Regions from separate parts of the Mus musculus genome. Here region 1 is linked to region 2. A link is a contact called in public HiCAR-type data. All regions are on one chromosome and are shown on one strand. The core of a region is the stretch at or near the end of the contact, and the rest is flanking DNA. Distances in the headings are between cores, read along the strand shown. Region 1 holds the start of Lncppara (long noncoding RNA near Ppara). Region 2 holds the start of Smc1b (structural maintenance of chromosomes 1B).

The links. HiCAR-type assays count read pairs that join an accessible place to other places.
Region 1: a contact with region 2 is called in a HiCAR-type map of astrocytes, with 2.1 times the contacts expected there. The contact joins the promoter of Lncppara here to the promoter of Smc1b in region 2. A contact is called at or near these places in 2 of 39 promoter capture datasets (cranial neural crest and hippocampal neurons), 1 of 484 Hi-C or Micro-C datasets (nephron progenitors) and 1 of 115 datasets of contacts at active chromatin or transcription factors (astrocytes).

Annotation. Positions count from the first base shown.
Region 1 is chr15:85,701,912-85,708,872 of GRCm38.p6, reverse strand. It overlaps Lncppara (long noncoding RNA near Ppara), which reads right to left and starts at 5,100. Exons shown (of 2, transcript NR_110483.1): 1 at 4,583-5,100; 2 at 1,349-2,319. Mirlet7c-2 (microRNA let7c-2) reads right to left here and starts at 2,270; the gene lies at 2,176-2,270. It overlaps Mirlet7b (microRNA let7b), which reads right to left and starts at 1,554; the gene lies at 1,470-1,554. Gm34622 (a long non-coding RNA gene) reads left to right here. Exons shown (of 3, transcript XR_384306.3): 3 at 1-2.
Region 2 is chr15:85,130,672-85,137,676 of GRCm38.p6, reverse strand. It overlaps Smc1b (structural maintenance of chromosomes 1B), which reads left to right and starts at 5,720. Exons shown (of 25, transcript NM_080470.1): 1 at 5,720-5,848. The coding sequence starts at 5,740. Ribc2 (RIB43A domain with coiled-coils 2) reads right to left here and starts at 5,578. Exons shown (of 7, transcript NM_026357.2): 1 at 5,297-5,578; 2 at 4,719-4,800; 3 at 2,118-2,462. The coding sequence starts at 5,410.

The sequences.
Region 1 (6,961 bases), core at 3,851-6,350, 570 kb before region 2:
GAGGTGTGGCCTTGTTAGGGGAAGTATGTCATTGTGGATATGGGTTTTAAGACCCTCACTCTAGCTCCCTGGAAGCCAGTCTTCTCCTGTTTGCCTTCGGAACAAGATGTAGAACTCTCAGCTCTTCCTATGTCATGGTATTCTTCTGCCATGATGATAATGGACTGAGCCTCTGAACCTGTAAGCCAGCCCCAATTAAATGTTGTCCTTATAGGAGTTGCCTTGGTCATGGCATCTGCTCACAGCAGTAAAACCTTAACTAATTCAGCAAGGGATGAAGAGTGGGCAAAGCTCTGCACAAGGGAGGGGAGGAAGGACTACTCCTCTAGGGCTGGAGGCATAGCAAGAGTCAACAGACTTCACCACTGACTACAGGATAAAGAGAGGTAAAAAGGTGACAATTTATCATCCACCATCGATGTTCCAAAGGACAGCAGGGAGGAGACAATGGGGCATGCCACGGAGTGTCTGAGTGTCCACTCCTGTGTCTCTAGCTGCCAACTCCTATACAGCCATCAAGACCCAGCTCAGATAGCCCCTACTTTGGGAAGCCATCCCTGTTGCTCTCAGAGAGTACTCAGAGAGTCCCTCTGGGTACTCTCAACCCTGGGGCTAGCACAGTATCAGATCTTTGGAAATGGCTGGCTAAGTTTGAGAGGTCTGGTAGCTGAGGGTGGATATAGAGGGGCTCTAGGGGTGTTTGGTCTGCCTAGGTGCGTCAATGGAGGTGTGTGGATATGCAGAGTTGAGGCAGATTGGGTTCAGGACGGGAGCTGGGACTCGGGGGATTCATTATGGGGAGAAGGCCAGGACATCAGGGTCAAGGTATCCACCCACGAGGGAGGCCTTTGGTGTCTGGTCAGGTAAGACTAGGACTTTACCTTCCTAAGCTAACACTAGCTGAGGGCTGACCCTCACCCCACTACCACCACCTGAATGAAGGCTTGGGGTCCCTGGAAGAAGGGTATATGACCATTTGGCCCAAGATTAGAAAGCTACATCCACAGCCGTCCCAATACTGTCCCAAGGGAGGCAGGCACGAAGGGACAATAGGCCAGGAATTTCTCAGATCTGGTTAGGACCACAGGCTGAGGGACACTGGAAGCCAGTACTGTGCTCTGAGACTTGGAGTCATAGGGTCTGTTGTTCCACTCATGTGGAGGGGCTTGGGTGTCCAGGGCTTGGGCCACTAAGGGGCACATGGAAGATGAGGGGAGGGTACTGTTCACTACCCAGAGCAGCTCTTGCTGGCAATGTTTCATGCATGCAAACGTGTCAATGTGTGGTTGGCGATCTCATGTCCTCTACGGCCAGTCTCCGTATTTCCAAAATGACCAAAGACCAGTTGTAAGTTCATGACAGAACATCCTTTATTTATACCCAGGTCCCACGTCATAGCCCCCACCCAATCTGTGGCTCCATTTAGCTTGCTGAGCGGGGGCCTCCATGTAGCTGTGTCCCTGGGCGCCTCAGGGAAGGCAGTAGGTTGTATAGTTATCTTCGGAGGGGCAACATCACTGCCCTGAAACCACACAACCTACTACCTCACCCTGCGGTGTCCGTGTTCTGGAGGAGGCCCAGCCGCTCCCCACCCACCCTGGCCACAGGCCACTAGAGCCATAGGGCACAGGGCGGGGTGGGGGAGGGGGAAGTGGAGACAGAGGTTCAGTGAGAAAGGCCTGTGCCTACCAAACAGATTGAGGAAGCCTCTGGTGTCTGAACCCATTGCCCCAGGGACAGGGGACAGTGGCCTACACGGTCCATCTGCAGGCTGTACTCATGGGTGTGCTAAGAATGGCTCCTTTTCAATTTCTTCTCGGAAGAGACGCTTGCTCGTCAGAGGCCTGACCCTGCGCTGGAAAGCCTGGGCAACTCTGGAACATAGTTGAAGGTCTAGTCCAGACCCTCTTTTCATGGAGACCTGTGAGCACAGGTCTGATATGGGGCCAGGGGCAGGAAGGCCCCTTCAGTGTGGGCCAGGGAGAGAAGGTGCCCTGAAAATGCTGTCTGTTTTCATCGCTATGCCCCAACCCTTATACAGATGAGTAACAGCCCAGAGAGGTCAAGGGACTATCCAAGGTCTCTGTCAGGCTCTTTTTGCATGGTAGTTATCACCCCCCTGTCCCTCCCTCAGTCTCCCCAGCCAGGGCCGCCGTTGTATCCACTGCAGATATTGCGGCCACTTCAGGAAAGACAGTAGATTGTATAGTTACCGCAGAGCGGGGCAGAGCCCAAAACCATACAACCTACTACCTCACCCCAAAGGCCGTCAGTCAGTCTTGGCGTAGAGCTGGATGTTGTGGCTTCTTGAGGTCCCTCCTAGAGGAAGAAGGAGAGCTGGGGACATGGTGAGCCCCACCCCCCACCCCCGACACAGGCCGCTCAGTGCTGAGGGTATTAATAGACTGGGATTTTCTCAAAATGGGCCAGGGACATTTAAACAAAATCACAGAGAGAGTAAGGGGAGACGGGGAGACGGGGAAACGGGGAGAAGAGAGAGAAAGCACGGGGCACTGAGCACAGGAATGGCCACAATGGGGGAAGGGTGTCATTTGTTAAAGGCCACCAAGGTCCAGGGTGCTTCCAGTGTCCACCTGGCTGAGACCCAGCCTCTGTCCACTCAACTCTAGCGTAGTAGAATCACCAGGACTCCTGCTAAGTAGTAGCCTTGGGCATGTACCCTCTTCCCCTTAGGCAGGAAGAGCCCCCCCCTCGTGGGCTCTGGTTCTGTCCCTCCCTCTTCTCAGGGTGGCCTGAGCTGACCTTGCTGGGGGAGGCTCAAAACAGTCTTTCCTTGTGGGAGGCAGCCTAACTCCCCATGGTGGCCAGCCGGGCGCAAGTGCAGACCCTGGCTGGACACTCATGGCCAGTCTGTCCCTAACGACTAGCACTTCCAGAGGCCAGCAGAGATCGCTGAAGAAACTGAGGCTCAGTCTCTGGTCTCAGGTAGCTCTGCTCTCAGAAGGGAAAAAGACCTGCTTCTTTCAGGCCTCAGACCGGTTTGCCCAGCATGTGGAGGGAAGCCCTGTGCCCAGACCTAGGAAGCCAGGCAGCTTTTGCTCTCTGCATGAGCCCTAGCGTCTACTGTCACGCCTCCTTTCCTCTCTGCCAAGGGTCAAGGGACAAGTCCAAAACTCCTGGGTCAAAATGAAGCCGTTAGGTCTAAGTCCACATTGTGGCCCCAGATCCGGAGTCTATGGGGCAGAGGAGCTTAGGAACAAGGTTCCCAGAGCGCTGGTGTGGCCTGGCCCGTGGTGGGCAGGCCTGTGATGATAGGAAACACTAATCTTCCAAGCCCCAGAAGGAAATCTGAGCCACTGGGGTGCCATCCCCTGCCTCAAGCCTGGACCCTTTCACTAACAGGCAGGTCAAATACCCTCAAGGATGGTCCCTGCAGAGGCAGCAAGGCAGAAGAGGCGTGGGAAGAGAGTGGTGAAGGGCCCCTTTGGTGATCCTATCTATGATGGGTGGCCCAGGTGAGAAGGCTGAGGGGTGTCCCACACTGCTTAGCCTCTCTGTAGGCTTGACTGGCCATGGTTAATCTCGTCGGTTCTTAGGCTGTGCCCGGATGTGGTGGAATAGCTAGAGACCACATTGGTCATCTCCATCTGAGCCCAGCACCTCCCTCCCCCTCTCCGCCCCCAGAAGCACTTTGAAGGAGGAAAGAGGTCAGACATCAACCCCAGGTCTCTCAACACTTCGGGTTCTGCCCTTGGCTGTCAGGATACAAGTACGTGGGCAGGTCTGGCTGGAAGGTCGAGACTGGCCCCTCTGACTCTGGGCACCATCATGCATTTCCGTGGGGTCCTTTTGGCTGGCCCCTGGGGATTCTCAGCCACTCTACTTAGCAGCAGGAGGCCGGTGTATGCCACTGTGTCAGCCCCAAAGCGCCTTTTCTGCACTTGGTGAGCCTCCCTGAATCTGGGCTTCATTGCAACAGAAGCCTTGCAGAGCCCAAGCTATGGTAGAGAAACACCAGGACACAAGCACCCTAGTTCTAGCAAGGACAGTGGGCCACCACGCACTGTGCCTTAGCCCAACACGGGAACAGATGTGCCTCTGTCTCCCTCATCTGGCCTTTCTCTAGGCAAGACCTTCTGGCAGATCCTCCATTGATACCAAGTGGCCTGGCCTGGGGGAAGCAGGATCACACTGGGGGGATTAAGTGATGGTGCCCGGGGTACAGAGAAAAGAGAGGGACCTCATGCTGAGGTCCCCAGAGGTCTCTCAGGGCTCGGTGACCTTGTCCTCAGGTTGGGAGGCTACGTCTCTTCCACTTGGAGCTGGTGATGAATGGAACTGCACCTCTGTTAAGCCATGCCCAGTCTAAGTAGGCCGATACGGGGTCAAAAGTCACCATATCATATCATGGGTAGATGTGTCATCTGGGGTAGATTGCTGGGGGGTGGGGTGGGGCACAATACTGAGGGCAGGGGTTGGGGGGAGCACAAAGCCTCTAGGTAAAGACATCTAAGCTGAGGGCAGGTCCTGGAGCACTGGCAGGGATGTGCCTCTGACCCTAGCCTTCCTTACTCTCAAGTCTCCCTACTTTCCAGAGGAAGGACATTGGGGCCCTACTTACCACAGGGAAGCCATAGGCATGCAGAACTTCCTGCTTGGTTCCACTTCCTGACCACCTTGGGGGTTAGAAACAAAAGCAATGATCATCAACTTCAGAAGGGAGAAAGCCTGGCCCCTGGTGGCCTCCCCTGGCCACTCCTTAAGATCCTATAGCACAATGGCATTTTCATCCAGTCTGCCTTTTGCCTGGTGACACTTTGCATGCAAAGCCTTGGATGGAACGGCCTCTAAGCTCAGCCCTGTGCTGGGCATGTGGGTCAGAGACTATGCTCCAACTTCACCCATGGTGGGCAAGCGTGTTTTTGTGGGTGGCCAGTGGCCCGCGTGCAACTTCCCTAGGACATAGGGCAAATGGGGCTTGAACTCTCCCAAAGAGCAGAGACCCAGAGAAAGGGCTCACTGGACTACAGACTCACACCATGAATCAAGTCACTATCCTACCTCCCTCGGGCCCAAATCATCATGGCAGAGCCATTAGTAAGACAGAAGGAAGGCCAAGCAGGGACATGGGGACAGTGAGGGAGAAGCCTGGCCAGCTGAAGGGCTCTGGAGCTGAGCCTGGGGTACAGAATATGGAGACAAGGATCTGCCCACTTCTGTCCGTCAAGCCGGAGTGCTTTGTTGCAGGCCTTGTTAACACCCCCCTCCCCCAACCACGACTCAAGGATGGGAAGATGAGCCCATTGGCTACTGAGGGTCTGGTGAGGACACACAGGGTGGGAAAGCCCCCTCCCTGACTACCAGCCTCGCATGGGCTCCCAAGACAGCCGAGCTATCTGTCACGCTGACACCCTTTCTCGGATCCTTCCCACTGCGCCCATCAGCCCTGCCCCCAACCCACAAAGCCTCGAAATGCCCTGGGCAAGCCTCCTCTGCCCTCCTTGGCCATCTCCCAGGTCCTTCCCACCTCCTGGCTTTTGCTCTGGTCTGTCCGTCTGCCAGGAACCGCTGACCTGTTTTTCCTGTTTCTTTCCACAAGGCTCCTGCTCCCCGGGGGGGGGGGGGGGGGCAGGGGGGTGCTGGCTCTGCTCTGGTGAGGCTGACCCACAGGTGCCTGTCTTAGGCCGATTCCTCTCACAGTGCCTCTCCACACTCTGGTGGCAGGCATGGCTATCATGGTCTCTTCAGTTCCAGGGCAGCTCTACTCTACCTGTGGGGGACTTACGCTGGTTCCACAAGACTTCAGGGAGGGTCACCCTTACTGGATCTCTGGTCATCTCTAGAGCCATTTGTGAAGGAGAAGGAAAAGGCCCAGTTCCATATTTGGGAAGCGTTCCGATGTGTCAAGCCCACCTGTGAAACAGCCTGGCCTCGGGCCTGGGGCTTGGGACCCACAGAAATGACTCCTTTCTCAAGGGGTAACAAGGAAGGGGTCCTGAAAGAGACTGCAGGGACCCAGTGGGGACAGGCTGGAGGAGGGCCAGTGGCGGGGCGGGCAGGGAGTGAGCAGTCAGCAGACGCCCTGCCATCTGCCAGCCGCCACCTCTCAGTCCTGTCCCAGTCCTGCAGTGTCTGCCTGGGGGAGGAGCCAGGCTGGCCAGGACAGGTGTGCCAAAGGCCTAGGCAGGCAGGTGGCCCTTTCAGGGCTGGGCGGATGTCTGGAGGGAGAGAGGCAGACAGACAGTGTCACCCTGAAGTCACCTCAGGCTTGGCTTGGGGCCACCAAGAGCCAGACCCCCCCCCACAGTAACCCCCCCTCTCTTGGCTTCCCTGATTAGGTTTCTCCCATAAAGCGGCCAGTGTCTCTGCTCAGTAGGCCGTGCCAACAGCGAGTCTGGGAACGGCGGGAGGGGGTTGGCATCCGGCTGGGCAGAAGGCGGATCTCCTTGTGAACAAGGCCCATAAAGTTAAAAAGATGCACGCTCACTGGGTAGGCATGGGTCGACATGCCAGGGGGCAGGCCATGCCCAGTGGGCACCATCTTGGATCTAGCTAGGACAGGCATGTTAGGGGGTGAACAAGAATCTCATTCATCAAGACAAGTAACTTTGTGCGAGGTTTAGAGAAATGGTTAATGCAAAAGCCCCCTAGACACTACAAAGATCACATCTGAGTGAAGATGACCTGGGCTTTGCGGAGTCTCCCCTGGCTTCAGACTGGAACGCTCTGGCAGGTGTGTGGCAGAGTGCTGGACAGGCTTGGGTGCCCTCTTCCAAGCACGGACCAGTTACGCAGGGTCACACCCAGAGCTGGCATTGATATGCCTTCCACCTGGCTCTTGTAGCCTTACACACCTCATGATGGTCCCATGCTGGATCCGATCTGCACTCGGCTCTGTTTAGCTCAGGGTCTGCAGTGCTCTGGTGGCTTGCCTACCCCTCAATCTAGGGTCCATAGCAAAACTCAGGAGAGAAAAAAAAAAAGGAAGATTCAAGGTCTC
Region 2 (7,005 bases), core at 4,471-6,970:
AGGAGATGGTTTCAGCCTTACAAAGGCAAGAAGTGGTAGGAACCCAGGACAAAAGGCTACGGAAACCAGTCAAGACCCAGGGTAGAGCGCCAGGTCACAGATACTTGTGGAGCAGTAGCAGAACTTTGCTGGGCCAGTGAAGGATGAAGGTCACGGGCACGAGGAGTGAAGTGTAAAGGCCTGTAGCCAGAACAGGCTTCAAGATGTGGCCCAGCACTGTTAACAGCAGCTGTTGGTTAACCTCTGTGCCCCACCCTTGCCTGTGAGGCTCAGGGCTGGTGTGCGATAGACTGGGAAAGTCACTGGCCAGCAGTGACTTTCTGTGCTTGTGCTTTGAGGGGCTCCATCATATTTCCCAAACCAAAGGACGCAGCCTCTTCCTTGTGCTGGGGATGCAGGGCCTCACATGCTAGGCAAGCGCTCCAACACTGTGCTACATCCCAGCCCCACAGGGACAGTCTCTTTAGCCTTGACTCTATGGCCTCAGTACACCTTCACCCTCAGCTCATTCTTCATTTGCTAATCCATGTTCCAGAGGGTGACAAAGAGCAGAGATAGGGCCCCATATTGCTCAGGACGCATACATAACATAGAGAAACGAGATAAACAAAGGGTGATAGTCATAGAGGAAAGGGAGGGGGAGAGAGAATACAGGGAATGCCTGGCTTGGGAGGTTGGAGGATAGGGCCCAAGAAAGAGCTTCTCTAGGAGACCACGTTTATTCATCTCTGAAGGACTAAATGGTCAGGGCAGGTGCAGAGGACCTGAGGTGGGAGAGACAGGATGGAAGCTCAAGGTGAAAGAGCCACAACGTTTGAAACGCCATGAACGAGCTGGTGTGGTCCAGGTAGGCAAAGGCCCAGCATGGAGAACCTGTAGGCTGTGCGATGATTTCAATCTCATCTTCATCCTGTGAAGACACTATTGAGCTGGATGAGAGCATGGCTGAACTTGACGGTATGCAAGAAGTCTAATTCTGCCTGTCATGCTAAGAGAGGACTAGAGAGGAGAGGAAACAGTTACAAAGCGGTTAGCAGAAACCTGCCCAGGTGGGACAATGCTTGTCTCAGGTGGGGGCAAGGGGATGGCTGGTTAGGGCATCTTACAAAGTGTATTCGGAGGGAGAAGGGGCACAGTTGAAGGTGGCTGAAGGTGAGGTCAGGACTGCCTCCCAGGTTCATGGTTTGACAGGCATGGGGGGTGGGGAGCTGAAGGAGGAGCAGATCCAACAGAACAGCCCAGGGAGGGAACTGGCCTGGGAGCCAGATAAATGTCTGTCTCGGGGAGGCTGAGGCTGAGAACAGACAAGGCCAGACCAGGCTGGCCACAGCAACTCTAGGACACGTGGACAGAGGAGGCTGGAAGGGAAGGAAGACCATCAGGGAGAGAGGAGGCCTGGAGGAACCCAAGCTGATCGAGGAGAGTGAATTATCACAGAGACAGGAGCAGCAGAGGAGGGGAGGGCGGTGGCTCCCACTTAGGTCAGGTTTGCTCTTCAGTCACTAGCGATGGACCCAGAGGACCAGAGGCTGCTGTGACTGCCTGTCTAGGAGGGGCTGATCGCCTCCCCAGAGGCAGAACATGCTGGGTTTTTGTTTTTGTTGTTTTGTTTTGTTTTGTTTTGCATTCCTCCTGGAGAGGTTCTTTCATGTCTGAATCTAGAGGTCCCCTGGGTCCAGAGAGTCCTGGTGAGGACCTGCTAGCACTGGGCCTATGCCTGGGCTCCCAAAGTACCCAAAGGAACCTCCATTTCCACACCCAGGAGACTTGCGAGACTTATATGCATTTATTCATCTTCCAGGCAGGCTGTGCCTCAGTGCCTGCCTCCTGTGTCCTGCACTACTTGAGTTCTGCCTTGGCTTCCCTCAGGGATGGAGCAGATTGATAGCTCTACACAGCTTCCTCCACAGGTTGCTTTTGGTGCGGTTGCTTTGTCACAGCAATAGAAAGCAAACCAGGGCAATGCGTGTGCTCAAATGTGTTCCCTGTCCTGTGGAGGCACGGTGGAGACGCGGACTCCTAGGACCGAGGTTTTTGATTTTTGGAATGTTAGTAGGGCTTTGAAAAGCAGCCACTGAAACTGGGTTAGAGGGTGACTTGGTCTTTTCTTTCATTACCTGCCAGTAGGTGGTCAGCCCGGGCTTTCTCCCGTTCCCCATGCTGCTGCAGAAACCATTCTCTGCTCTGTTCCTTTTGGAACCTCCTCCTCTCTTGGAAGTTTAAATCCTCTCCCATGAACTTCTGCATTCCTGATATGGTGTTCCGCATGTCATTGTCTGAAATGCGGGCTGGAAGCTCTTTCTGGAGGGCCAGGGGGTCAGAAAGATCAAACTCACGTCGAGTTTCTGGCTTCTGAAAGTTCTGCTGGAAGTCATTGATAGCTCTACACAGCTGTTTCCTGTGCCTCTGTTCCCGGTCATGCGCCATGCACATGACTTTGTCATTGTGCTTCATTTCAGCAGCTGGGAAAGACATAGATAGCATTTGTATAAACCACGATGGGTACAAATGAATCTACTTTAAAATAATTTTCAGGACTTAAAGAGGAGGTCCCAAAAACTGTAACCATTAAAGGAGCAGAGATCACCTATCTAAAAACTGATCTTAAATACACAGGAAAACCAACTGAAAAACAAGCACAGGCCAGGACAAGGCTCAGCACTGTAAAGAAACCCAAGTGGGCAACACACTGACAAAGTAATATTAACCTTTCGTGGGGCACACTGAATGAACTTCAGGAAGAATGCTTAAAATGTTGCCAAAGGCTGCAGAAGTAATGATGTGAGGAATGAGGCTGGGATTGTCCCACATACTGCTTAGTGAAGCATAACTTTACACACTTCTAATAAAGCAATCTGACCCACCCATCCACTCCAGTGTCCCTCTCACATGTACACAAGGGACATAACATTGGACAGTCACTGCAGCAGTATTAGCATATATATAATATATATATTATATATATATATATTTAAAAATCTCAATCCCAGAATGTCAGAATGTGGGAGGCAGAAGTCAGCCTGGTCTATGTGCCTTCTGTGCTACCTGCATACACAAATGTTCACACCACACACACACACCATATAGACACAAAGACACACAAAAGCAAGTTCATATTATTATGGTTATATAGATAGTACAAGTATAAACACATTGGAAATGCACACTTCTATAGAAGAAAAAAGTGGGGGGTGCCGGGCATGATGGCACACGCCTTTAATCCCAGCACTCGAGGCAGGCGTCTTTCTGAGTTCGAGGCCAGTCTGGTCTACAAAGTGAGTTCCAGGACAGCCAGGGCTATACAGAGAAACCCTGTCTCAAACAAAACAAAACAAAACAAAACAAAACAAAACAAAAAGTGGGGTGGGGGATAATAATGGGGGGGCACTTGTGCTATATACAATACAGTTCTCAGAACAAACTCTTAGAGGAAAAAAACTAGAGGCCAACATGGCAAATGTTGATATCGGACCTGGTGGTAGCTGCAGGTGTCTGTACCATTGGTGTTATAAGTTTGAGTTACTTTATAAATAAAAGTAAATAAGACTGAAAAGTTTGGAAAATGTATAATAGTATAAAAAAAGAAAAGCAACTTCCCTCATAATCCAACTCCTCCAACAATCACACAGACAACAGATTTTTGTCTTTTCCTGACCATGTTCTAAGACTTAGGTTGGTAGTCCATTCGCCTCTAAAATTTTATATGTCCACCTTTTACAAATTTACAAACCCCTGTGGTATTTAATAAAACAAACAAACAAACAAACAAACAAACAAATGTTCAATCGCTTGTGAAATTGCTAACCAAGAAAGGAAAAGTGGATTGTGTTTGAAATTCTGATCGAGGACCTAGAACGCGACTTGAACCACGTAAATCCCCGGGTGGCTCAGAACTTCCCACTCAACGCTGCTTTTTCTTGGCAGGAAGAACACACTCATCCAGTTAACTGAGCACAGCAAAGTGGGAAATGTTAAAAGAAAGATGGTGGAGATGATAACTCTGTGTGCGAGTGCGTGCTTGTGCGTGTGAGCACACGTGTGTGCGTGTGTCTGTGTCTGTGTGCCAGCGCGTGTGTACGTGTGCGTATTATGCATGTATGCGTGCATGTGTGTGCATTCACGCATGCTCCAGCACACAAGTGTCACTTGATACCAACAGCTGTCCTCTGTAGAAGGTCGGCCTTGAGTTTTGAAGCAGAGAATGTGTACGTATGTATTTAAAGTCTTTCCTTTTTAGAGAGAAAGAAATTTTTTAAAGAAAACACAAAACGATGCTAATATTTTAAAGATGTATCTCCTAAGATGTACATTAAAAATTCAAGCTGCCGGGCAGTGGTGGCGCATGTCTTTAATCCCAGCACCTGGGAGGCAGAGGCAGGCGGATTTCTGAGTTCGAGGCCAGCCTGGTCTACAGAGTGAGTTCCAGGACAGCCAGGGCTGCACAGAGAAACCCTGTCTCAAAAAACCAAAAACCAAACCAGTAACTGCGATAACTGCTTCTTCTTGAGAGGAAGAATATGCTTATTAAGCTAACTGAGCACAAAAAGGCCATAAGAACAACTCTGTGTATGTGCTCATACGTGTGTGTGTGTGTGTGTGTGTGTGTGTGTGTGTGTGTGTCTGTTCTTCTCAGCTGTAAGAGGAAGACATGAGGCCCTAAGAGATAGCTGATATTTTAGAGGCCGTAAGAAATAGCTGGGCATTTTAGAAGTGCTCACCAAAGGCTTCATGCCTAGCTTTGTCAGTTATTTCTTTTATCTTCTGGTCACGGACTTGAAAATCCCAGGCTTGTGTGTCTCCCTAGGAATGGACAAGGGAAGAGGGGTTAGAGCCAGCTAGCATTATTCAGTAGGCCACGAACCCTCTCATCTGGCCACAGCATTAAAGGTTCCCTTCCCATACGTGGAAGCCTTTGCTTATGGCTGGGTCTTCTGCCTGCGCTGTCAGCTGTCACCAGAGCTTCCTTCATTTCCTATATACACACACTCCCAACATTGTTTAAGTACCACTACTCTGTGAAGCCCTCTCTGATTTCCCCTCCAGGCTCCAGTCAGTGCTGGTGTAGATCCCACCACATTTTCTGTGTTTTAAAGTCTGCCTATTTCACTACTGCAAGGTCACCCACCTCCTGGACCTTACTCAAGCTAGCCAGAGCATTTGTCACCTGCAAGGAAGCAAATGCCTCGCTCCCAGAACTGGCTCCTGCTGGTAAGGTAAGGATTTCCAAATCTAGACAGCCAAACTTTGCTTCCATATAAAGTCTTGGCTCCTCTCTGTCCCGTCCCTAGTGCCTCACCCCAATGATCCTGTTCCTGGCGTCGAAGATCCGTCCCTGCCTGCACAGGTCAATGTACCGCTTCTTGGCTAGGTTGGCCTCCTGTTGTAGGTCCTTAGACATCGCTACCTCCATGGCTCTGGGACTCGGCTGGGCTTCAGGAGCTATCCGGAAAAAAAAAACACGGCAAGAAAAGCCCACAGAAATAAGCAAAGCTACAGCGCCGAGAAGCAGCGCCCACAAAAGTTTGAGAGCAAGTCTGTCCCGGCGGTCCGCTTTCCGCAGCGGAGCAGGGATCCAATTCCCCGGGCAACGCCAACCTCCGTTGCTAAGCAACGGCGCCTCGCTCGCTCTCCTTCCCCCGCGCCAGTCTCGCGAGACTTCGAAAAGAATTTCTTCCCGCGCTTTTTTTTTTTTTTTCCTCACGGGAGCACGAGGAAGCGGCTGAGGCACGGCGCGCAGCCATGGGGCACCTTGAGCTGCTGCTCGTGGAGAATTTCAAGTCGTGGCGAGGCCGCCAGGTCATCGGCCCTTTCAAGAGGTTCACCTGCATCATTGGCCCCAACGGCTCCGGTAACCAGCGCCCCAGAAATCCACGGCCTCGGGATCCACGGGCCGCTGTCGCCCGCTGTAGACCCGAGGGGACCCAGGGACCCACTCTCGGCTCTTGTTAACCTGAGGGGACCGAGCCACCCCCCAGCCCCCGTTGTCGCCTCCTGTGGGTCTGCCGGGACCGAAACCACAAACCCCAACTCCGTTGTGACTGTTGTAGTCCCGAGGGGACCCAGGACCCCTGTAGACCTTAGGGCACCCAGGGTCCCATGTTAGACCAAGGGCCCTCACTGTTGGCCTGAGGAAAGCCAGGGTCAGCCATTGCCCATTGCTGGCCTGAGGAGACGGAGGCACCCCAGGGCCCCCCCCCAACCCCCACGCTGTTGCCCCGACTCCACTGTTGACGGCTGTAGGCCCAAGGGAACCCAAGGACCGGCTGTCACCTTGAATCCCCCACCCCATCCTTGGTTGGCCTGAGGGGATGGAGCCACCCCAGTCCCCTGCTGTTGACTGCTGTAGGCCTGAGGGGACCCACGCCCCCCCCCCCCCCCCCGTTGGTCTGAAGGAACCAAGCCCCTTCGGCAGCCCAGCTCATCTATCTGTAACCCTCCCCCACCTCCCTATCTGAGGGGATCCAGGGACCTCTGAACCGCCCCCCCCCCCGTTGTTGGGGGACGAGAACCCACCATCAAACCCACCCCCCTCTCCCCTTTACCCACTGTAGACCAGAATGGGACCCAGGAGACCACTGGCCTGAGGTTTCAGTGTTTCCCAATGGACTAGACCCAAGAGCCCCGAATCCTGGGCCACCAACCCTTGCTGGCTGTTCTCATCCTTCCCCTGCCTTCCTTCCCTGTAGTCCCATCTCCGTCCCCAACCCCCATCTCAGCCCAACAACCGCAAGTACTAAGAATGAAATGGATTTGGCCTTTGTTGGAACAAAACAAAACACTTGTAACCCGAGCATAGTTAATAGGAAGAATTAAAGGGAATTTTAGAGCCCCAACGATAATTTCTAGAATAGTTTTCCTAAATCAGTCACTGCAGATGTCTGCAGTCTGAGCACTTAAAAGTTTTATAGTTTTGATAGAACAGACTCATCTTTAATATTCCTTATATAGCAAATCTACCACTGGGTGAAGATCTCATTGGGTGAAGATCTCCTTGTGGTTTAATGA